Regions from separate parts of the Mus musculus genome. Here region 1 is linked to region 2. Evidence: chromatin contacts called from public promoter capture Hi-C data. All regions are on one chromosome and are shown on one strand. Each heading gives the region's core, a stretch centred on a gene start, on an enhancer-like site or on the middle of the called end of the contact. The rest is flanking DNA. Distances are from core to core; before and after follow the strand shown. Region 1 holds the start of Lin7a (lin-7 homolog A (C. elegans)). Region 2 overlaps Acss3 (acyl-CoA synthetase short-chain family member 3).

Region 1 (6,306 bases), core at 518-3,017, 310 kb after region 2:
ATTCTCCTTCATTTTTAAAGTATAATTACATAATTTCCCTGATTCCTACCTCTAATCTTCTCTATGTATTGATGCTGCCCCCTCTTATCTAATTATGGTCTCTATTTCTCTAATTGTTTACAAATATATCATTCATATATATATATATATATATATATATATATATATATATATATACACACATATGCATATATATATATACACACACATATCCCACTCAGTCCATATAACGTTATTTGTATGTTTATGATCTTGGAAATATATTCTTTTCTATCAAAAGCTCAGAAACAGCAGAGACCTTGCAAATTACTATCAGTTTCCTCCTATTATCTGATCACTTTTCAATTGAGTAAAGCTGGTCCCTCATTTGACGGATGAAGAAACTGCGGATGCACAAGGGACTGCAAGTTTGTCAGATCCTGGGAGCTGTGAAAAGTTGAATTTCATGGTTAAAGTTCTTAAACTTAAAACTCTTAGAAGATGACTACATTGAAAGACTACGTTCAGCATGTATCCAATGATCTGTTGCATAGTTAGATGGTCAGTCATCTTTGACTTTTCAATTCCTGCTGAATTTCTGAGCTTTCTCACCTCTTAGTCTCATTAGAAGAACGTAGCATTTGGTCATACGCAAATACTCTGCAACCCAGTGGGTCTACCTCTGAGGGTCTCTGGGTCACAAGGATGATTTAGCTGTCACAGGGAGGGCAGCATCGCCATCTCAGCTCTGTGTCCACCAATCTCGGTAAAGCCCAGAGGATCTTTCTCCATGTTTCTTCATGGTTTGATAAGGAAATGAGGCTTGGTGAACATTTAGTGAAAGTTGGGATTAAGGCTCATAGTCAGTATTTGAAGGCTCCAGGAACTGAACTGTGATCTACTGACTCAGAAATAAGGCCTTTCACATTATCTACCTGTAATTCGGAGGATGCAGAGAAAGAAAACAAAAGTGAATCCCCAGGTTAAGATGTAGCAAATGGCACCAAACATCCGTGGCTCAACTCTTGTCATGCATGCTAATTAATAAATAGCACCTCTGAATACAAGTTTCTTCCAGATTAACAGGAGAGGGTCCCTGATAAATACTGTTCACTGACAGCAACTCGTTTTTTATTTCAGAACCTTTTAAGGAAGTTTGCTTGTAAAGGCAAGTCATTTTCCTAGGCAATGTACCCAGGTCCTAAACGAACACTGACTTAACAGAACCCTGCCTGGCCCTCAGTCGGTTACCTTGTGCTGTTGAGAGTGGACGTTCTAAACAAAAAGCTTCAACAGAAATTAACAGCAACTACAATGATATAGCAACATCTCCCACGGCTAGTGGCGTTTCCTCTGGAAAGGGATGTGGAAAGGGAGGTTGAAATTTTTTCTTAATCTGAAAAGAATTCTGTCCCCCCACCTCTCTACCCCTGTCTGTCTCTCTCCCGTTTCTGAGTCCTCTTCTTCTGGGTTCGAGTGCATTCTGACCATTATGCTTAGGTGGAAAGTTGAAAGACAGCAAACCTGCTACAGCCACCCAGAGCTACTGACGGGTGGGCGAGCAAAGTTCTAGGGCTGAGCGTTCCTTTCTCAGCTCCTTGGCCAGGCAGGCGCTCGCGGCTACCTGCCCTGCTTGGCGCCGCACTGAAGATTCGCCGCGGCGGAACAGTTGAGTCTCCATCTGGCTACCAACCCACCCGAGCTTTCTTCTCCTCCATCACCACCTTCCTGCCTCCCCCTCCTCCCCCTCCTTTCCGTCTTCCCTCTCCACCCCCGCCCCCAATCTCCTCCTCTTTTTCTCACTACAAGCGGTTGCTGATGCTGAAGCCGAGCGTCACTTCGGCTCCCACGGCAGACATGGCGACATTGACAGTGGTCCAGCCGCTTACTCTGGACAGAGGTAAGGGAGCGGCTGGTCCGTCAGGCCACACAGTCCGCACCGCTTCGCCCTCCGCCCTGCCCAGTCCCACAGGGAAGGCAGGATGCGCTCGGGCAGGGGCAGCTGGGGGAGGAGGATCAGCCCAGGAGGGTTTCGCGCCCGGAGCAGGACACTTTCTTCCCCTCTCTCCTCTCCTGGTCCCCGCTGCCCCTTCTTGCTGCGCTCTCCGGGGCGTAGGTGCTTGCCAGGGCTCGAATGTTTCAGCTGACAGTCTCGGTCCCTCGCCGGGTCGCCTCCGGGCCCCGGCTTTGTTGGAGAGGATGCGCCGGGACCGCTGAGCGCTGGTGACTGGAGGTTGAAGAGGGGCAGAGAAAGCTCTCCCAGCCAGAGCTTGCTAAGGGACCAGTGGGGAAGCTAGCTGCCAACTGCCGGCGCGGGGACCCGAAGGGAGGAAGTTTGTCCCCGCGCTGGAGATGAGGGGTCTGTGCAGCTGTTGTGACTGGGAGATCGCCCCAGGGCGGCAGGGCGCTTGGCTGGGAAGCTGGGTGCAAAGCCGCGGGACTGCCTGGCTAGGGCGCTGCCCTCGGGCGAAAGGGCAGAGCAGAGCTCGGGCAACCTTCGCTGGCTCAGGGACACCGCATCCGGAGCCGAGCCGGCTTGGCTCCAGCTTCCCGCTCGGAGCTGCGGCTCTGGTCTTGGTACTCCCTCAGCCTGCAGTTCCAGGGAGGTAGCAACTCCTGTCTCCTGCTCCAGCAAACCTTGTTCTTCACCAGTCAAGTGTACCTCAGTGCCTGGGCTGCAGAAGGCGCGGAGACAAAGCGCAGGCTGGGTAACTGTTTAACTTCTAGCCTGTGACCTGTGCGTCCTACTCTTTGGCTGAAACGGAAAGAGCTTTTGCTCAAACCTTTCCAAACCTTTCCAAACCTTTCTCTAGGATCGGGCCCTGCTGAGTGCACCCGAGTAGTACCTGGCGGTGGATGGGAGTTTCCTTTCTGCCTCACCAGGTCCAGTTAGTTATTAGGGCTCCAGAGTCCCCAGCTCTGCAGAGAGAGGGCACCTCTAGCTCTGGGTCCGCAGCGGCGGGGCTTAGGACCCGGTGCAGTCATTTGAAAATGCTGTGCTCAGAAGAAAATGATTTAGTCCTTGTCCCTCTAAAATTTCTCTTTCTGGAGGATTAAACTAGCGGCCCAGCAAAGCAAAAAGAGCATCGTACAGCGAGCACAGTGGCAAAGCTGGTAAACTGTATTTGAGGTTCTTAATGTGGAGAGATCTCTGGTGACTTTAACTCAATCTGTTGGTGCCAGAACGGATATTATGCGGTGCCCATAGCAACCTTACTTAGGGTAAGAGTTGAAAAATAATTGATTTTTATGTTGGGAAATGTTCGTTTACAGATTAATAAGAGTAAAGAGCTCAGAAGTCCGTCGTATAATCTATGATTTTAGTCCCAATATCATCTGTACTAAGCAGGATAAATCCATTGCTGGTAAGAGCCAAACAGATGGCAGGCTATTAAAAACGATGGGTTTCCCAAGTTATTTCTGTTTTAATGTGATGAGCTCTTCTATTGTCCCATTACTGAATTACAGTCATTAAACACCCCAAGTTTAACTATATTAAACAACCCAAGTTCTAACTATGTTAGATGCAAACACTCCAAGAAGACAACATACTCAAGCAAATTTACATCCCACCACTACTATTAGCAATGCAACTAGTCCACTTTGGGGAAGTTTATCTTAGCCCTTGGACACCCCAGTCAGCTATCTAGAGAAGACCAAGATTTAAAGTGTGTTCTTGTTTATATTCAGAGGGTACCTGTCCTTCTGTGATTAGATCTGTAGAGTAAGTAACAAAGGAAGCCCAGTCAGGTTATCTATGGGAACATCTGAATTATTGAACCACTGGCTTTAAGTGCTCTGTGTGTAAGAAGTCCGTGAAGTTATCTTCCCTCTAATTCACTATGATAGTACACCAAGTTAAGTAATTTTATTAGGTTGATGGAATATGTGATTCTAAGCTTTGTCCTGGTTTGGTTGGGCATTAGGACATGAAGGTCTGATAATTGTGAAGATGTGCAGTGTTAGCAGCCTGTAATTCGGTTAACCCAACTTAGGGCTCAGCGTTTGGCCACCTACTGGCGATTTTGGGTCACTCCAAGTTTCCAGAGTGCCATTTGATACGTTGGTGGCCCATGTTATACACTCTAAATTTGCTCACTCAAAAGCTTTTGGCTCCATCAAAGCCTTTATAATTTACAATCCTTCTTTCCTTTAGTCTCCCCCAATGTGTAAAGCTCCTTGAGGGACGAAGCCATTTCTTAACCCATCTTTGAATTTCTCATCATCCCTGACTTGTGATGGAGTATAAAGTCAATGTAGACTAGTGATAGTGAACTGAAGCTGGAGTAAATGGAGAACTGTTTGTTATACAGATTTCATACGGAACTGGGGTACAGTTATGAGGTTATGGCCCTGCAGAGCTAGCAAGGATGCTAGAAAGGAGCACGTAAGGCGGTGGCTATGAACCGTTCCCAGATTCACTTGGTGGATCTCTACCAGCCACACCTGTTTAGCAAGACTGGGTTTCTTTATGTAGTCCTTGCTGTCCTGGGACTTGCTTTGTAGACCAGGCTGGCCTTGAACTCAGAGATCTGCCTGCCTTTGCCTCCTGAGTGCTGGGATTAAAGGGAATGTGGCATCTCGGGCCTAAGGAGGATTGTAACTAGTGGGCAACAGGAAAGAAGGAAATGGGATTTGTGTCAGGAACTACCAAGTGCATCTTCTGCAATCAGAGGAGGTATGGTTAGGACTCCTGGTTCTTTTCTAGGATTTTCATTTACAGAAAAGAAACATTAATATTCTTAAGGCTATGCTACCTCTAAGTAGGCGATTTGGTTCTCAATTGGTGTCCTTTGGAATCAAGGATGTAGAGTCCATTTGGACAGTATCACAGCTGGGGGGGGGTGTCAATATGAACATCATAGTATCCATAGGAGTAGAAAAAAAAATCCATATATATGCCATAGAGTGTGTCAAATGGAACTCCAGAAGCTTGCAGTGACCTAAAGTCTCCAGTAGGTGGCCGAACGATGAGACCCAAGTCAGAACACCTGAATTTCAGACTGTTAAAGCTGCACAGCTTCACAATTATCAGACCCAAATTCCTTTTTTTAAAAAAAAATATTTTTATTAGGTATTTTCCTCATTTACATTTCCAATGCTATCCCAAAAGTCCCCCATACCCTCCCCCCCACTCCCCTACCTACCCACTCCCACTTTTTGGTCCTGGCGTTCCCCTCTACTGGGGCATATAAAGTTTGCATGACCAATGGGCCTCTCTTTCCAGTGATGGCCGACTAGGTCATCTTTTGATACATATGCAGCTAGAGACAAGAGCTCCTGGGTACTGGTTAGTTCATATTGTTGTTCCACCTATAGGGTTGCAGTTCCCTTTAGCTCCTTGGGTACTTTCTCTAGCTCCTCCATTGGGGGCCCTGTGATCCATCCAATAGCTGACTGTGAGCATCCACTTCTGTGTTTGCTAGGCCCCGCCATAGTCTCACAAAAGACAGCTATATCAGAGACCCAAATTCCTAATGCCCAAGTTTTTAAGGAAACAAGTCAAAGCTACAGGGTTGAAATTAAGACTTACTTGCCTCAAATTCCTATAGGATAACTTAAAATAAGACTCTTAGAAGTCACACCCATCTTGATTTTCTGTCTGGGAAACAAGACTTGAAGATCCAGGATAGCCCTAAGGAATAAAAAGAGTGCCTGGAGTGTTTTCACATATCTGTCTCTATACCAAAACTGTTAAACTGCCATCATGACATTGGACCAGCCAGCATTGCAGACCACAGGGTAGCTGTGGACAGAGTAGACTCCTTTTTTTTTTTAACTGTTTCTTGATATTATTCATTTACTTATTGAGACCGTAATATAAGTCACACTTTATTTTGGGACCAGTGTCTATTGAGAAGCTAGACAAATGAAAATTCTAATTTCTGTCACAAGAGCTGCTAGGAAAGTTTGTTTGTTTGTTTACTTGCTTGTTTGGGGCATACAAACAAGTCACTCATCTGTTCATTTAAAATACATTTCTTGCCTGTTACATACTACAGATTATGTTAAAATACATTTCTTGCCTGTTACATACTACAGATTATGTTAAAATACATTTTTTACCTCTTACATACTACAGATTATGGCAGCAATTTTCAACCTGTGGGCCACAACCCAAACAACCCTTTCACAAGGGTTGCATGTCAGATATTTTCATTATGAGTCATAACAGTAGCAAAACTACAGTCATAAAGTAACAACAAAAATAGTTTTATGGCTGGCACGGGGTGGGGTTGGAGGTCACCACACATGAGGAATTATACTGAAGGGCCATAGTGTTGGGAAAGTTAAGAACCTCTGTGCTACAGGACCACAAGAAGAAAG
Region 2 (5,920 bases), core at 2,847-5,346:
AGTCAGAAGGCCATCCTGTACCAGGCACTCCTGACACTGATCTTTAACCCCCCATTGGTCAGAGGGTGTTAACACAAGTGAGAGCAGCTGAGATTACCAACCTGGGTATCCAAGATGACACTTCCCTTTCCCACCAAGGGTTATCTCAATTTCCCCCTTATTAGGACTTTGAATTTCCTCTCTTAAAAACAATAGTACTATGCTATTATTTCGGGACATTGTGTGATTACAGAAAATGCATGTGAAAGCATCCAGTTATCCCAAACTGCAGAACAACAGCAAAGGCTCCAGAAATGCTGACTCATTGCTACCCCTGTAGCCCTTAAAACCATTACTGTTCATCACTTATATCTGTTTAAAGGCAGCAGGCTGAAAGGTGATAACCCCCCTAGGCCCTTTCAAATGACTTTACTATGCTAATTCTTCTATAACACCATGAAAATCATTTTGCTTCATCAGTTTGTTCTTGATCAGCGTGGTAACGTTTTGCAAATAGAAGTAAAAGTCAATTTTAAACGACCGAAACATAAAACGAACAGAACAACTTCTAATAATCAAATTAAGGGTATCATGGAGATGCCAGAAGGAGAAAAGCAAAACAGACATTAAGTGGAAAATCACATCCCAAAAAGGGCCATGAGGAACAACAATAATGAGTGAAGCAGATTATCTATAAATAAATGAGAATAACTCCAACAGGGGGCAGAACACTGAAGAGGTCATTTTCAATTGCTCCCACAAAAAAATCTCATGATACAAAGCCCCTTCTAACCTTCTTCATGACATTTTTGTACAGACACATGAGTTTCAGAAATAACTTCTCTATTACATTGCAGGAAAAAGAAGAAAGTAAAGCTATGATAATAGATGATGACCAATATCCAAACCGCTGTAAGGATAATAGAGTATTGGAACACAGGAGTGTGGGCCAGCTACCTACGCATGCATTCTCCATCATGAGACTTTGCATACTAAGGAGCATATTGTTAAATAATTGTTTTTCTTACTGTATCTATACAAAACACAAAATTCTGTTTCATAAGCATTTGTGCAGCTTCCTCACATTCCACCAGCACACATGCACACACACACACACACACACACAAACCTTGCTCATCTCTTATTATAATGATGCTCCTTCATTCCTTCCCTTTAAGACCCTATCATGTTAGATCGTCACATATATCATCTTGCCTTGATCTAACACTTTCCCTCTCACCTTGAAGCTTGATTCATTGCCTTGAGGCCCTTCCATCTTAATAAACCTCACTACTGGAGAATACCATGAATTATGTGTCAGCCTCCTATTTGGACCAAAAACTTCTCTTTCCTTGTGTTTCATTTAACTGGGGGAGTACAGAGATGGCAAAGTTGACTTTCACACTGAAAAAGCAGAGCTGTCATTTACAGTGTTGATAAAGCCATGCCTGTTGAGGTAGTGTGAATGATGTCTGTAATTCAAACCCTTAGAAGGAGTACTTTAAGGGCAGCCCTGGATTGACATGCACACACACAAAAGAATAATAATCCTATGTCTATAAGTTTGAAAATAAACCTGCATGAATGGCTCAGGAAGAATAAAACACTTAGAAATTAGTGGGACCTGGCCAGGGCTATACAGAGAAACCCTGTCTCGAAAAACAAAAAACAAAAAACAAAAAAAAAAGAAAAAAGAAAAAAGAAATTAGTGGGACCATCGAGGTAAAGTTTATGGAAGAGAAAGAAGAAAATTTAAGAAAAACATCAATTCAGGTAAATGAAGAACTAGTAGAGTACAGTATGTATCTATAGAAGTCTGAAAAAACTAATAGCGACTGGGCATCCCACAAGGTCAAATGAATGACAAACTTTGCTTTCAAGTAGGATTCTTCATTTAATGTTGAAACTTAGTATCTGAGTAAGATATTATGAAGATTCTTAGGATTGTCATTTCTGAAATGTAGGGCAGAAAACAGAAATATACTGGAAAAAGCATGAGTTGAATATATGGAGACTGTATCCTTTGGTTTGTTTGGGTTTGATGAGACAGATAACTGCATGGCTGTGCCTGGCCCGGAACTCCAAGCTAACCTCAAATTCAAGAGATCCTCTGCCTGCCTCTCTGCCTCTCTGCCTCTCTGCCTCTCTGCCTCTCTCTCTGCCTCTCTCTCTCTGCTTCTCTGCCTCTCTGCCTCTCTCTCTGCCTCTCTCTCTGCCTCTCTGCCTCTCTGCCTCTCTCTCTGCCTCTCTCTCTGCCTCTCTTCCTCTCTGCCTCTCTGCCTCTCTGCCTCTCTCCCTGCCTCTCTGCCTCTCTGCCTCTCTGCCTTGCTGCCTCTGCCTCTGCCTCCTGAGTGCTGAGATTAAAAGCATGTGCTAACATACCTGGCTTACACTATGCATACATATAATTTGTAAATCACCAACCAAAGAATACACATGCAGGGACCCCATGGCTCCAGCTACATATGTAGCAGAGGATGGCCTTATCTGGCATCAATGGGAGGTCATGCCCTTGGTCCTGTGAAGGCTTGATGCCCCAGTGTAAGGGAATGCTAGGGCAGTGAATCAGTTGTGAGGGGAGTGGGTGAGGAAACACCCTTATAGAAGTAGGGGGAGGAAGATGGGATGGGGGGGTTGTGGAGTGGAAACTCGGAAGGGGGATAACATTTGAAATGTAAACAAATAAAATAACCAATACAAATGGTTTTTTAAAAGATTTTATAGTGTACTTAACTAGGAGAGGCACCTCTTAATGGCTTAATTGAGGAAATAGTTTGTAGAGGGAAAATGAAGATATGAGAAGCAAAATGATGCCAGAGTAATCATTCATTTATAACATTGGTTCACAAATTCCCATTTGTGTTAAGTCAGGTATTCATTTTCTTCTTCAATTTAGTTGACTTACTATTTCTTCAGTGCTTGCTTTTGCTCACCCAGTGCCGCCATGCATCAATAATGCAATGGAATAAGATATGATCTCTGATGCATGGAGATCCTGGCATAAAGTGAAGTGTAAAAAATTAATATTTAAAAACACAAATAGCAGGAAGGCTAGAGTTAATGGTGCCTTCGCCATCAAGTAATGTAAAATGCAATTACCCAAGATACTTTGAAAAGAATGCTTTACAGCAGTTATTTGCACTCTGTACTTCCAGAGACTTCCAGAATGAAATTTTTATCTGGAAATAGATGTGTGTTGCTAGAAATGACAACTAGAGCTATCTCAAGTCAGCAAAACACCTCAAGAAAACAACTTAATTCTTCACAAATTCAACATTCTTTAAAGATAAAAGAGTGGAGTGCTCTCTGCTGTTCACTAGCAGGGTGGGTTGCTAAAAATATAAATTCAGATGACTTTCTCTGGAATATTAAAAAGGTGTTTAAACAGAGAACTTTGAGGTAAGACCCATAGACCCATTATGACACTAGAGAAAAGCATAGCAGAAAAGTTTCAGAGTTGAAAATATTTGTGATATATGTACACACACACATACATATACACACAAACACACACATATACACCTATATATCATGTTCATATATATATATATATATATATATATATATATATATATATATATATACACACACACATTCAGATAGAGGGACAGACAGATACATACATATATATGATAATAGATAAATAAATAGACACATGATAAATAGAGAAATTAAATGCAGACAAGATAGAGACAACATTTTTGGCAATATTCCAAGCAAGCACTTTGACTGTATTATATCTTAAGTACTATCTAGCATGAAGAGCAAGTCTTCCCTCTGAAATAATGGTACAATGTGGTCTTTTTCTGATATTATACAAAATGAACACAGTAAGCTGGGCTGGAAGAAATGAAAGATGTAAAAATACTCAAATGATCTTGCTAGTTCCTAGTCTCATCCTTCAAATTCTACTCCCCTATAATACTTTCCTTAGCTTTTGCAAGCAGAGTGAAATTAGATTTTTTTTCTCTAATTTTAAATTAGTAGTTCAGTTTAGATAATACCCTTTTCAAAGAGACCACACTGAATGGGAAAAGAAATAGCCACGGCAGCAACAATGCCTGTATGTGAGGAGACCAGAGTGTTATGAAATCATTAAAAAACAAGACAAGATAGTCACTTGCCAGATACAGGAGCAAAGTCCCAAGTTATCGAAAATGCAGAGCTTCCTGGTGCCTACCATTCCTCTTGAACTATAAACTTTATTCTCTATTCTATGCAGAAACCCTGGGCTTCAGAATGCAGACCTTATCCCTATTTCCTGAAGAATTCTGGAATGAAACACGATGTTTGTCCCTTTGGTAGTGCCTGCAGTGGTCTAGAGTGTAGTGTTTCTTCAGATTTCAATACAAAGTTACTTTGTATTCCTAAAAGACAGGTCCCAGAACATTTCCTGCTCTCTGGATGAAGGAAAGACTGCGTGGATTCCGGCTATGATACTCTTGATACTACTGTTTGTTTTATATGTCAAAATTGAGGATGCGATGTCTCTCTTAATCTCCCTCACAGTATTATTACCAGGCAAAAAAGATCATACTAAAACCAAGATTTGGGATTTATGAGAAAGCAGATAACCCTGTGGCATACTTGTTCTTAGTCGGGAGATGTCCCCAAAAGTAAACACTCTCCCCTCTTTCCCTAGATGGGAGCCCAATAAATAAGTAGCTGGTGTGAAACTGTCACGATGTGAACAAACATCATTAAATGTCAGGAGTTCGATATCTGTAGAACGAGAAATTGGCAGACAGTGAACGCAAAGCCGTTTGGACAACTCCACACAATTCGCTGCCATCCTACCGCTGCCCCGGGACAAGGTCAGGAGAAAACATCAGGGAGCGGGCAAGCCGTACTTTCCATAGAAGCAATAGACCTGGTCAGAAAAAAATGGATGCCCCTGAGAGGGGAAGAGTCGAAGACCAATGGCTTTAATAACAGTGAGCCCGGTGTTTTGAAGGGAGGCAATTGCAGTTAAAATCTTAAAGGCACTGCGGTCTGTTGTCTGGAAATTACCGACTCACAGTTTTATTTCTGCACATTGGAACTCTCGATGCAATTACAGGAGCCCCTTCTAAAATTCATGAGCATTTTGTATTCATAGCTACTCACACACCATAACTGCCGCAGTAAATTAACTGGCTGCAGTAGGCTTCAAAATCAAAAGAATTTTCTAACAACCACGTGGATGTGAAGTTTTCTCTTCTAAGAGAAATGCAAATCCTATAAATGAAAGTAATTACCATTAAACAGTAAGGACACAGGGATCCTGTTTATTTCATTCTGGGGCCCGCGGGAGTTGGGACATCGCCAATGCTCTCTGATGAAGTCACCCATAAAGAAATGACTTCTAGAATGCTATAATTCGTATACAGCAAATGGAAGAACCTAAGATTACCACAAGGTTTTGGGGTTTATGTTTGGTTGCTCTACTCCCCAACCCCATACATACATAATACTGTTTTTAAAACAAGAGGTGTATAAACAAGTTTTAGGGAGGGGTCTTATTTAAAAAAATAAAACCCCTACAAATACAAGTTATGCAGGCACTAGACTACACAAATGTTCCCAGCTGAAGAATTGATTGTTATGGCTAGTGAAATGTGAATCTAGAAGTTTCTTTCTCCTTTATGGATAAAAATAAATTATTAACAAAAATCTCCCAAAGCTCTTTTGTTAACGAGAAAAAAGAGAGATATCCTTGTGCTCATTTTTCTGAAGGACTCTATTGTCCACATATAATATAGTTATATAGTTTATTTTCAAATACATTGTTTCATCATTAAGCAAAAGAAGAGATCAAATTCCACCATGCCTTGACACATTGAAACTTTAGAGTAAAATCTAGAACTCACAATCTATTAAAATCTAAGTGGATACAGAGGGAAAATACCATCCACTCCTCCAGGCATCAGGCTAAGCATGAAATGATTTTAGGCCAACACTG

Evidence for each region. Promoter capture Hi-C pulls out the DNA fragments that hold promoters and counts their contacts.
Region 1: a promoter capture Hi-C map of liver shows a contact between it and region 2. The contact joins the promoter of Lin7a here to the enhancer-like site in region 2. A contact is called at or near these places in 9 of 39 promoter capture datasets (cranial neural crest, embryonic stem cells, frontonasal cranial neural crest and 5 more), 5 of 484 Hi-C or Micro-C datasets (cerebellar granule neurons, cerebral cortex, liver and 1 more), 7 of 115 datasets of contacts at active chromatin or transcription factors (embryonic forebrain, embryonic hindbrain, embryonic stem cells and 4 more) and 1 of 9 other capture datasets (embryonic stem cells).

The regions. Positions count from the first base shown.
Region 1 is chr10:107,270,064-107,276,369 of GRCm38.p6, forward strand. It overlaps Lin7a (lin-7 homolog A (C. elegans)), which reads left to right and starts at 1,768. Exons shown (of 6, transcript NM_001039354.1): 1 at 1,768-1,879. The coding sequence starts at 1,798.
Region 2 is chr10:106,953,050-106,958,969 of GRCm38.p6, forward strand. The region is part of intron 11 of Acss3 (acyl-CoA synthetase short-chain family member 3); the gene reads right to left. Among named protein-coding and RNA genes, the nearest start is that of Acss3, 170 kb to the right of the region's middle. Within about 2 kb of position 4,097, at least 3 of the 459 cell types and tissues checked have an H3K27ac peak or open chromatin away from gene starts, as enhancers often do. A contact at or near this core is called in liver, where this site is marked.